Regions from separate parts of the Gossypium hirsutum genome. Here all the other regions are linked to region 2. The links are chromatin contacts, called in public Hi-C maps. All regions are on one chromosome and are shown on one strand. The core of a region is the stretch at or near the end of the contact, and the rest is flanking DNA. Distances in the headings are between cores, read along the strand shown.

The links. Hi-C and Micro-C count contacts between places; a contact is called where the count stands out from the background.
Region 1: a Hi-C map of leaf shows a contact between it and region 2, with 2.7 times the contacts expected there. The contact joins the promoter of LOC107961789 here to the promoter of LOC107961788 in region 2. A contact is called at or near these places in 2 of 34 Hi-C or Micro-C datasets (both in leaf).
Region 3: a contact with region 2 is called in a Hi-C map of leaf, with 1.9 times the contacts expected there. The contact joins the enhancer-like site here to the promoter of LOC107961788 in region 2. A contact is called at or near these places in 4 of 34 Hi-C or Micro-C datasets (callus and leaf).

What each region holds. Positions count from the first base shown.
Region 1 is chrA06:110,553,700-110,556,399 of Gossypium_hirsutum_v2.1, reverse strand. LOC107961789 reads left to right here and starts at 1,425. Exons shown (of 5, transcript XM_016897919.2): 1 at 1,425-2,043. LOC107961790 (histone H3.2) reads left to right here and starts at 402. Exons shown (of 1, transcript XM_016897924.2): 1 at 402-967. The coding sequence starts at 402. The coding sequence ends at 812.
Region 2 is chrA06:110,376,522-110,379,359 of Gossypium_hirsutum_v2.1, reverse strand. It overlaps LOC107961788 (photosystem I reaction center subunit III, chloroplastic), which reads right to left and starts at 1,571. Exons shown (of 2, transcript XM_016897918.2): 1 at 623-1,571; 2 at 1-69. The coding sequence starts at 1,306. The coding sequence ends at 632.
Region 3 is chrA06:110,191,771-110,194,636 of Gossypium_hirsutum_v2.1, reverse strand. No RefSeq gene overlaps it. Among protein-coding and RNA genes, the nearest start is that of LOC107961781, 6.1 kb to the right of the region's middle. Within about 2 kb of position 1,501, at least 9 of the 9 cell types and tissues checked have an H3K27ac peak or open chromatin away from gene starts, as enhancers often do. A contact at or near this core is called in leaf, where this site is marked.

The DNA of each region.
Region 1 (2,700 bases), core at 176-2,675, 180 kb before region 2:
CCAGTTACACGTTACTGGTTCTTTGGAATATCTCATGGATTCCTATCCAGTTCTCACCGTCTTTGGTAGATCACATCCGTCGATATCTCATCAATGAACGGCATAGATCCGCCCTCACAATCCTGAACAAAATATTAAGATGCGCCAAACTTCAAAACAATTCCGCTTAAAAGAGCGAATCCTATTGGTCAACATTCATCTCACACGGATCAACACTTTAACAACTTAACAGCCGTCGATAAAAATCCATCCAATCTACGGTTCATATTGGCCTATTTAAAATATTTCCTAATTACTTATTCCCGCTTACTCCTTTTATATATCCCCTCCAATTTCTCCCAATTGCAGCATCAAAAATCCTTTCCTTCAAACGCATATTTTCATATCAAATTGTTCTACAAATGGCTCGTACCAAGCAAACTGCTAGGAAATCAACCGGCGGCAAGGCGCCACGTAAGCAGCTAGCCACGAAGGCCGCTCGAAAATCAGCTCCGGCGACTGGAGGAGTGAAGAAGCCTCATCGTTTCAGGCCAGGAACTGTGGCTCTTAGGGAAATCAGGAAGTACCAGAAAAGCACTGAGCTCTTGATCAGAAAGCTTCCATTCCAGAGGCTTGTGAGAGAAATCGCTCAAGATTTCAAGACTGACTTGAGGTTCCAAAGCAGCGCTGTTGCTGCTCTTCAAGAGGCGGCTGAAGCTTATCTCGTCGGACTATTTGAGGATACAAATCTATGTGCTATTCATGCTAAGAGGGTTACCATCATGCCTAAGGATATCCAGCTTGCTAGGAGGATTAGAGGTGAGAGAGCCTAGGTTTGCTTTTAGGTGATTGATGTCTGAGGCCTAAGCTTTTTTTCATTTTGATGTATTAGATTTCTCTGCAAGTGTTTGATGTAAATCGATGCGATTCTAAAGGATGCCATATAATTTCATGATTTTTGATTAATGAGATTGGAGCTGTTCGTTCATATTGTAAGAAATTAAAATTTTATAAAAAGGAAGTATAAAATATTTTGGGTCGCATATCTCACGTCAAAAAAATAGATTTTGAGGATGGTAGTGTATTTTTTCAAATACTAAACAATTCATTTGCTGTATACATTCAAATTAAAAAATTTACATAAAAATATAAATTCTTAAAAAAAAACAATCCTTATATCTCTTCCATTCATTCTTTAGTAAGATATAAATTTTTTTCTTTTCAACTTGAACTTGAATTGATTTCTCATTAAATATTATATACATTAATTTGATTTTGCTAAAAAGAATGGTTTTACTAAATAAAATTTTACTTTTTATATTTAAATTTAAATAAAATATTTAAAAAAATTTAAAAATAAATGGTAGAGTGCATGGTGGTGCCTTATAAAATGGCTTTATCAATAGAAAAATGTTTTCTTTATAGGTTTAAAATTTAAAAAACAAAAAAAAAGTGTCAAATTTTTTTGACTTCACCAAAATTTTTTTTTAAAACTCTTCTAAATATTTTAAAAATAATAATATTCTTTTTATATTTATATATGTGACTTTATTTTATATGGTTCTACTAAAAATATAAATTATTTATTTTAGTTGTTAATGTAACATGTTGGTGGCTTTAAACTTTTTTATTCCACCAAATTTTATTGTAATTTTTCAGGGCATCTTCATATATAATAAAAAAATAAATTATTTTCGTAATTAATTAAATTTTTAAGGATATTTTTATAAAAAAAAAACCATAAGAATGACAACAATCATGAAAAAGAAAAGGGCTTCAGGCCAGAATTTTTCAGCCCGGTCCGATCCGATTTTATTACCCTAAATTTTTTTTCCGTATTTCCTCTCAGACCCAGTCCCTCATTCGGTCATTCCCCTTTCTCTTCCCTATCAGTTCTTATTTCTTAAAAGAGAAAACCGATAGCTCTAAGTGCCGCTCTCCACCTCCACGGCTCCACCAGTGGCCTCCAGCGCCGCTGCCCGTCCGTCTGTCTGCCCGTCTCGCTGCAGCCCATCAACGTTGCTTTTTGCGTCCTGCTTCTTCCTGCTGCTGCTGCTTCCTCTGGTTTGCTCGATATTTATGCCGTCCAATAGTTCATATATTTTGTTATTTTATTTTTCTTATTATTGTTTTCCACTGCTGCTTTCACTGCCGATTTTAGGGTGTTTTATGCACAAAGATTAAATTATGTTTAGGATTAAATTTTCAGTTATTTTATTTTTCTTATTATTGTTTTCTTAAACTTGAAGCTGGGAATTCCTTATTGTGGACGAAACTAAGATAATCGTGACCAGAAACTAAGATAAAAATTTCGTTGAATGTGTGTTTAATTGTAAAAGTATGTGGGTTTTTCTGCTTCACTTGCTGATGACTTGTGAGCCGGTATTTTGTAATGCTATTCTCATTTCAAAAGATTCTGGTTTTATCCTGCTGCTGCCTATCTCAAAAGCCTGGCATATGACCTTTCGTGGCTTGGTATTGTAAGAATTTTGAGCTATTTAGGCTTGAAATTCAATTCAATTCCAGATTGATCGAGTTTCCAACTTGAGGTTGATGTGATATAAAATTTGAATCGATGGATTTGCTTCTATTATGTTCATTTATTCTGTAAAAGATGAATTTAATTTCTTTATATTCAACTTTAAAATTAATTAATTATATTTGTTAGTTTAACTTCAGATTTTCTAACAGTAAAACTCTTTTTTTGGGGGGGTAAAAAAT
Region 2 (2,838 bases), core at 322-2,821:
TTCAGTCTAAAAGCACTCCCATCTTCTTCCCTAGCTATTCCTTGGAGTTCAAGTCCTTCCATTCGATCCCTGTAAAAATAAAAACCAAAATTAATACACCAAAAAAATGAAGGCAATTTGTGTGTTCTTCTATTTCCTTTCTTCGTTAATTTCACCATTCTTTTTAAAATTTAGAATATTACAACGATAATAAGACGAGTTATAATCATATAAGCTTAGATGTGAGTATGGTGATATAATTATACTCTCGATCCCTTTACCTTCTACTCATTTGAAATTACTACTTCTATTTTTAATCTCAAGAATCTATTATTTGATTCAATAATTGAAGTTTAATGTGATATTTTTTAAATAAAAAAATGTTACTAATATGATTAATAAATGAAAATATCGAATTTTGGGGTGTAAAATTGGATTCGGAATATAAGATTGCAAGGTTTTATGACACACTATTTCAGATTAGTAATTTACTACTTCAGAATAGTAAGGTTCAACATCATTAGATGGAATATGGCCAACACATGTTAACCCTTACACTATAAGGCAAAAACATGCTTGAATTAGCGTAAAATAAAAAATAAAAAAAAGGGGGAATTTTTTTGAAGAGAAAGAGAAGAAGGACCTGAGGAGATTAAACGTCCTTGACAACAAGGTCACCATTGATAAGCTCTCTGTAAGCAGCGACTGGCCAAATAAAGCCTCTAAATATAAGACCGGTAGCCAAAGGCACATCAATGATGATCTCCTTCATGGCAGGCTTCTTATCATCGCTAATAGCAATGAGGTAGCTCCTTCCAACCCACCCGATCCATCCAGCGATGTACAAGAACAAGAGACCAGGCGTGATGAACTCACCCCAGTGCCTCTGATCACCGCTTACTATCAAATGAGGCAACCCATCAGACCCACACAGCAGCCCGTACTTCCCGTAGTTGTCAAACCGTCTCTTGGTTTTCTCGATGGTTGCTTTGATAGCGAGAGCTGGAGCGCTGTCAGGGGCGTATAGCTTCAACGACGATTCCAGCTTCTTGATCTGCTGCTTCTCACGTTTGGCGAATTGCTTGGACTCTTTGCATGGTGTGAGGCCTGCAATATCAGCTACGGCAGGCTGTGGGGCTGAGAGAAGAATGGAAGAAAGAGCAAGAGCTGCTGAGAAGGCTTGGAGTGATGAAGCTGATGATAGTGGCGATGAAGTCTTGTCGGTGGAGCATACCACCAATGATCGTGAAACTTTGGGGGTGAGTTTGGAGTTTAGCTTTGGCTTCAAAAGGGATTTGGAGAGGTTAGTGGGGATTGTAAGAGACATTTTGGGAGTATAGTAGTTGTGGTGTGTGGTGAAGAAGGAGGGGAGGAGGATTTGAGAGAGAAGGGGAAGGATGAGTTTTAGATTCGGAGGAGGGAAGGACTAGTGGTGGAAGGAAAGATAAGATGAAGTGGAATATGAGATGTTAGAATGCTGAGTTGGGTAGCTGCGATTGGGTTCATGGCTGTTTGGTTGTAAGTTTCAGATTCTCCCTGTATCCATATCTATATCTGATATAGCTCTTATATACCTACATAATCTACTATTCTATTTAAATAATAATAAAAAACTATATTCTATATATACCCATAGGCTTCCTTTGGTCAAATTTTTATTTTAATCTTATAAAAACCTCTATATTATCAGTTAATCTAATAAATCCTAAATTACTTTTATTAAAACTAACATTCTCCTACCCTACTATTTAAACAATTCTTGGAGACATCATATAAATTACTATTCCTAGATGGAATCCAACTACTAATTGCGTTATACTACGCCCAACTTGTTGATATTTTAATAATTTCTACAGAATTTTATGGGAGCATTTCGATAATAAAGTGATTATTATTTTTCCATAATCGCCAAATTAGTATTCCAAAAAGCGTTGACCAAGGGACTCCATGCCTCGTCAGCTGCCCATGACTTCCTAAGTTTGTTCTGACCAATTCAAATAAATTGTTAAGAGAAAAACTGAGACCATCTTGCTCTCGGCACAATCAATTTCCAGATATCCTTAGGTATTGGACAGTCTCTGAGAATATGTAAAGTGTCTTTTGTTTCGTATTGGCACATTGGACATACTTTTGTTTGGTTAATTCCTCTTTTAACCCTTTCTAGGTTTGTAAGCAGGCATTGTTTATAAACTAATCATAAGAAAAACCGAACTAGTAAAACCATTAAGGAAGTTAATTATTTACACTAAGGATATGTTTCATCAATTGAAAAATTAAATGCTGAAAATATAAATATTGAATTTTATAAGTATTAAATTTATATTATAAAAATGTTTGATATATTAATAAAAATTAAGTATGTAACAGGCTAATTTGCCTGGGACCATACTAAAACCAAATTACAAAATAATAATAAATAAAAAAAAGCAATTAAATGTCCACTATAGTCCAATTACAAAATGCTGGCCCAAAAAAATAAAATAACCAAACAGAATAAACTAAATCCAGTACACCAGGCCCAAGTTAACCCTAAACCCAAACAAACCCATAACCCAATACTCAAAACAAAACAAATTTGGCCCAAGTGGCCCAAGACCAGATTATTCACAGAAACCTTAGGTTTTCTGTTTGCGCAACAACTAGCCTCTAGCGTAGCCTCCTTACACCCCATGCCAATTGCCACGTATCACCACGCCAACTGGCCTCCGTACTTGCATGTAAACACAAGAAAACAACAGCAAAACAACAAGCAAAAGGAGCAAATTTTGTTTTTATTCTCTTTCGGCTATAAAAAGCCTAAAACTTTTCAATATTTTTTTGGATACTGACGAACAGAGGGAATATGAAATCAATACAGAG
Region 3 (2,866 bases), core at 252-2,751, 180 kb after region 2:
ATACCTGGACATAGAACACTGTTTCTTCATCTAGACGTTATAGATAAATGGACATATTCAATCGAAAAGCAGATCCCCTGCTACCAACAGAGGGAGCAAAAAGAAAAAGAAGTACAATGAATGCAATTGCATGTGTGTAAAATAAGGAGTTGTGATCTTAATCAAGCATATTGTAGGATGGAAGTGGGTATATTTCGTACATCACAAGACTAAGAAATTCCACACTAAATGATTTTGGTGTCGCCATGTCGCCATGTGCGCATTGACAAAAAAAAAGAAAATTTGGAATTTCTAATTTGGTTGTTAAAAAGGAGAAATGGGAATGATGTGAGGTCCAAGGCCACCAAGCAATGTCTCTAGAGAGAGCCCAACTCATACGATGATCTCAAGCTGGCAATTTTCAAGTGGTGACTTCTAGAACTACAAGCAACCATTTGAACTGTCAAAATGTCCAGTTGGACCATGTCAGCGAATGCGTAAGCCACTTTCCAAATTGAAATTAAGAAATAAATTAAAATAAAAACACACAAATCAATGGTGATAACCAGGGGATTCTTTAACCATTACTGCCCAAGTCGAGATGCTCTGTTTTTGGAGTAAATTATAAATTTGGCCAACTTTCCATACAATAAGCAGGAAATATTTTCATTATGCAAAGAATTGGGTTCATTTGTGTACCCTAAAGGCTAGAATCACTAGTTATTATATTAATTAACCAGAGTTAGCAAGCAGTGAATTAGATTGTTAGATTTGTTAGCTGGTGGTTGCAGGCCTTTCTAAAGCAGGAAAATTTTAGCCAATGTTCAAAGCTATTGCAATCAGAAACTTTCAAAAACCAGAGACTGGGAAACGTTGGATTGATATGATGATAAAACACGATTTACAAATTATGAACGTCAAAGCAGATTTGCCCACCATCTATCTCATATCCTCACACATTACAATGGTATAAACTTATTGAACATTCATCTCTCCCTGGCATTGAATTTAATGAGATTCTCCATTTTCCAGGCTTCTCATATCTCAAGCAAAGAAAGGGGGGAGAAAGCCACAGTTTTCCCAGATCCCCTTTGAAGCAAAAAAAAGCATTGGAAGGGCTCATGCACACAGAGTCAAATCCTTGTTTACCAAGAAATAGACAGCCGAAGACAAGACAAGGGGGAGAACCAGCAAGAATTTCTTTGAAAAAACTGAATGATTTTCACACCCTTCTTCATGAATGGTCTCTAGCCTTGGATATGTGGAAGATTTTCTGGGATTAATGAGAGGGGATGGTGCCACTGCACCCCAATGTTGCATGTATACCACCTCTTTCATCATCTTTAAAACTGAGGAAAGCTTGATCAAGATTGGGTTTTTGTTACTTTTTTGGATGGATTGGGTAAGTTATGGGGATTTAAGGAGGATTTATATAGGGGTTTTCAGACTTGCAGCGCGTAAATTAAGGAAAGATGAAGGAAGAAGACAAGATGATTGAATGATGTAGGTTAACCCACGTATTCTGACTTTGTTTTTGTTTGCCAATAAAAATAGGATCTCACCGTTGGTCAAAGAAGATGTTCTAGATCCACTCGTGTGTGAATAAGTTGACTTCTGGTTATAATCTGTTATTGGGTGCATTCTAGAAACAAACTTATTTCATCCATTTCTTAAAAATAAATAATGTCCTACTCAAAGAGATGCTGTATATATTATATGGTTAGAGTTGATACAACATTCCATTCATTATCACGTCATATTTTTTATTTATTTATTTTATAAATAATTTTAAAATTATTAATTACAGTAAATATCAACTATATTCTAATTTAGAGTGACTGATTTTGATTAAATCTTTATAATAGAGAGAATATATTTATAATAAAATTTGAGATGAATTTCTTACATGGTGTAGTCATATTTTTTAATCCAAGTATATTATAAAAACAGAATATTATTTTTTTAAATTTTACCTTAATTTTGTAAAATAAAATTTCTAAATTAGATCACAAGGTGTAGTGATATTTAAAAAAAAAAAATCTCACAAACCCCGTTTCAATTTGGGTATGATAGACTTGTAAAGCTAAATCATTATTTATAAATTATTAATTGTTATACCCATTCACCTTAAGGCCTGTTCGAATAGTAAGTTTGCCACCAACAAGTTGAGAAGTCACCTATAATTTTATACATAAAATTTTACTTTTATTAAATTTTTATAAATTGGTAGCACGTATTATCAACATAGCATAATTTTACATTTATATAGTATACACACAAACAATTATATTAATCCATTATGAAAATAAAAAAAATATCTTTTATTTAAATGTGTACAATTGAATCAAAATTTAATGTGTATGTTTGAACCACAAACAAAGCTCACGTGTAATTTTGATATTTGTCTCATTAAGATATAAATTATAGATTACACTTATAAATTATTTTTAATAAGAAAATTAATTTAAATTATAGTATAAAAGTATTACTAATTTTCTATATTTATTTATAAGAAAATAAGAAAAAACTTAAAATAAATTTTTTTTATAAAATTAATTCAATTGAATAATATTTTAATTAGAGAAAATATTTAATGCATTCCCAGTGGAGTGTTTAGACTCATGATTAAGTGTTGACAAGTATGTTATAGGGATAATAAGATATTTAAAAGAAGTCTTATATCAAATTTTTAAAGTTACTTGTGGAATAAAAAAAATTATACCGTGTTTATAAAGACTATACTCTTTTTCTTATTGAGTTATAAATAAAAATAAACTTTTGAAGTTTTTATTTTATTTTCAAAGTTAGGATTAGATTGATAAATTTTATAAATGTTGAAGATCAAATTTATTAATTTTTTTAAAATTAGAACTAAAATGACAATTTT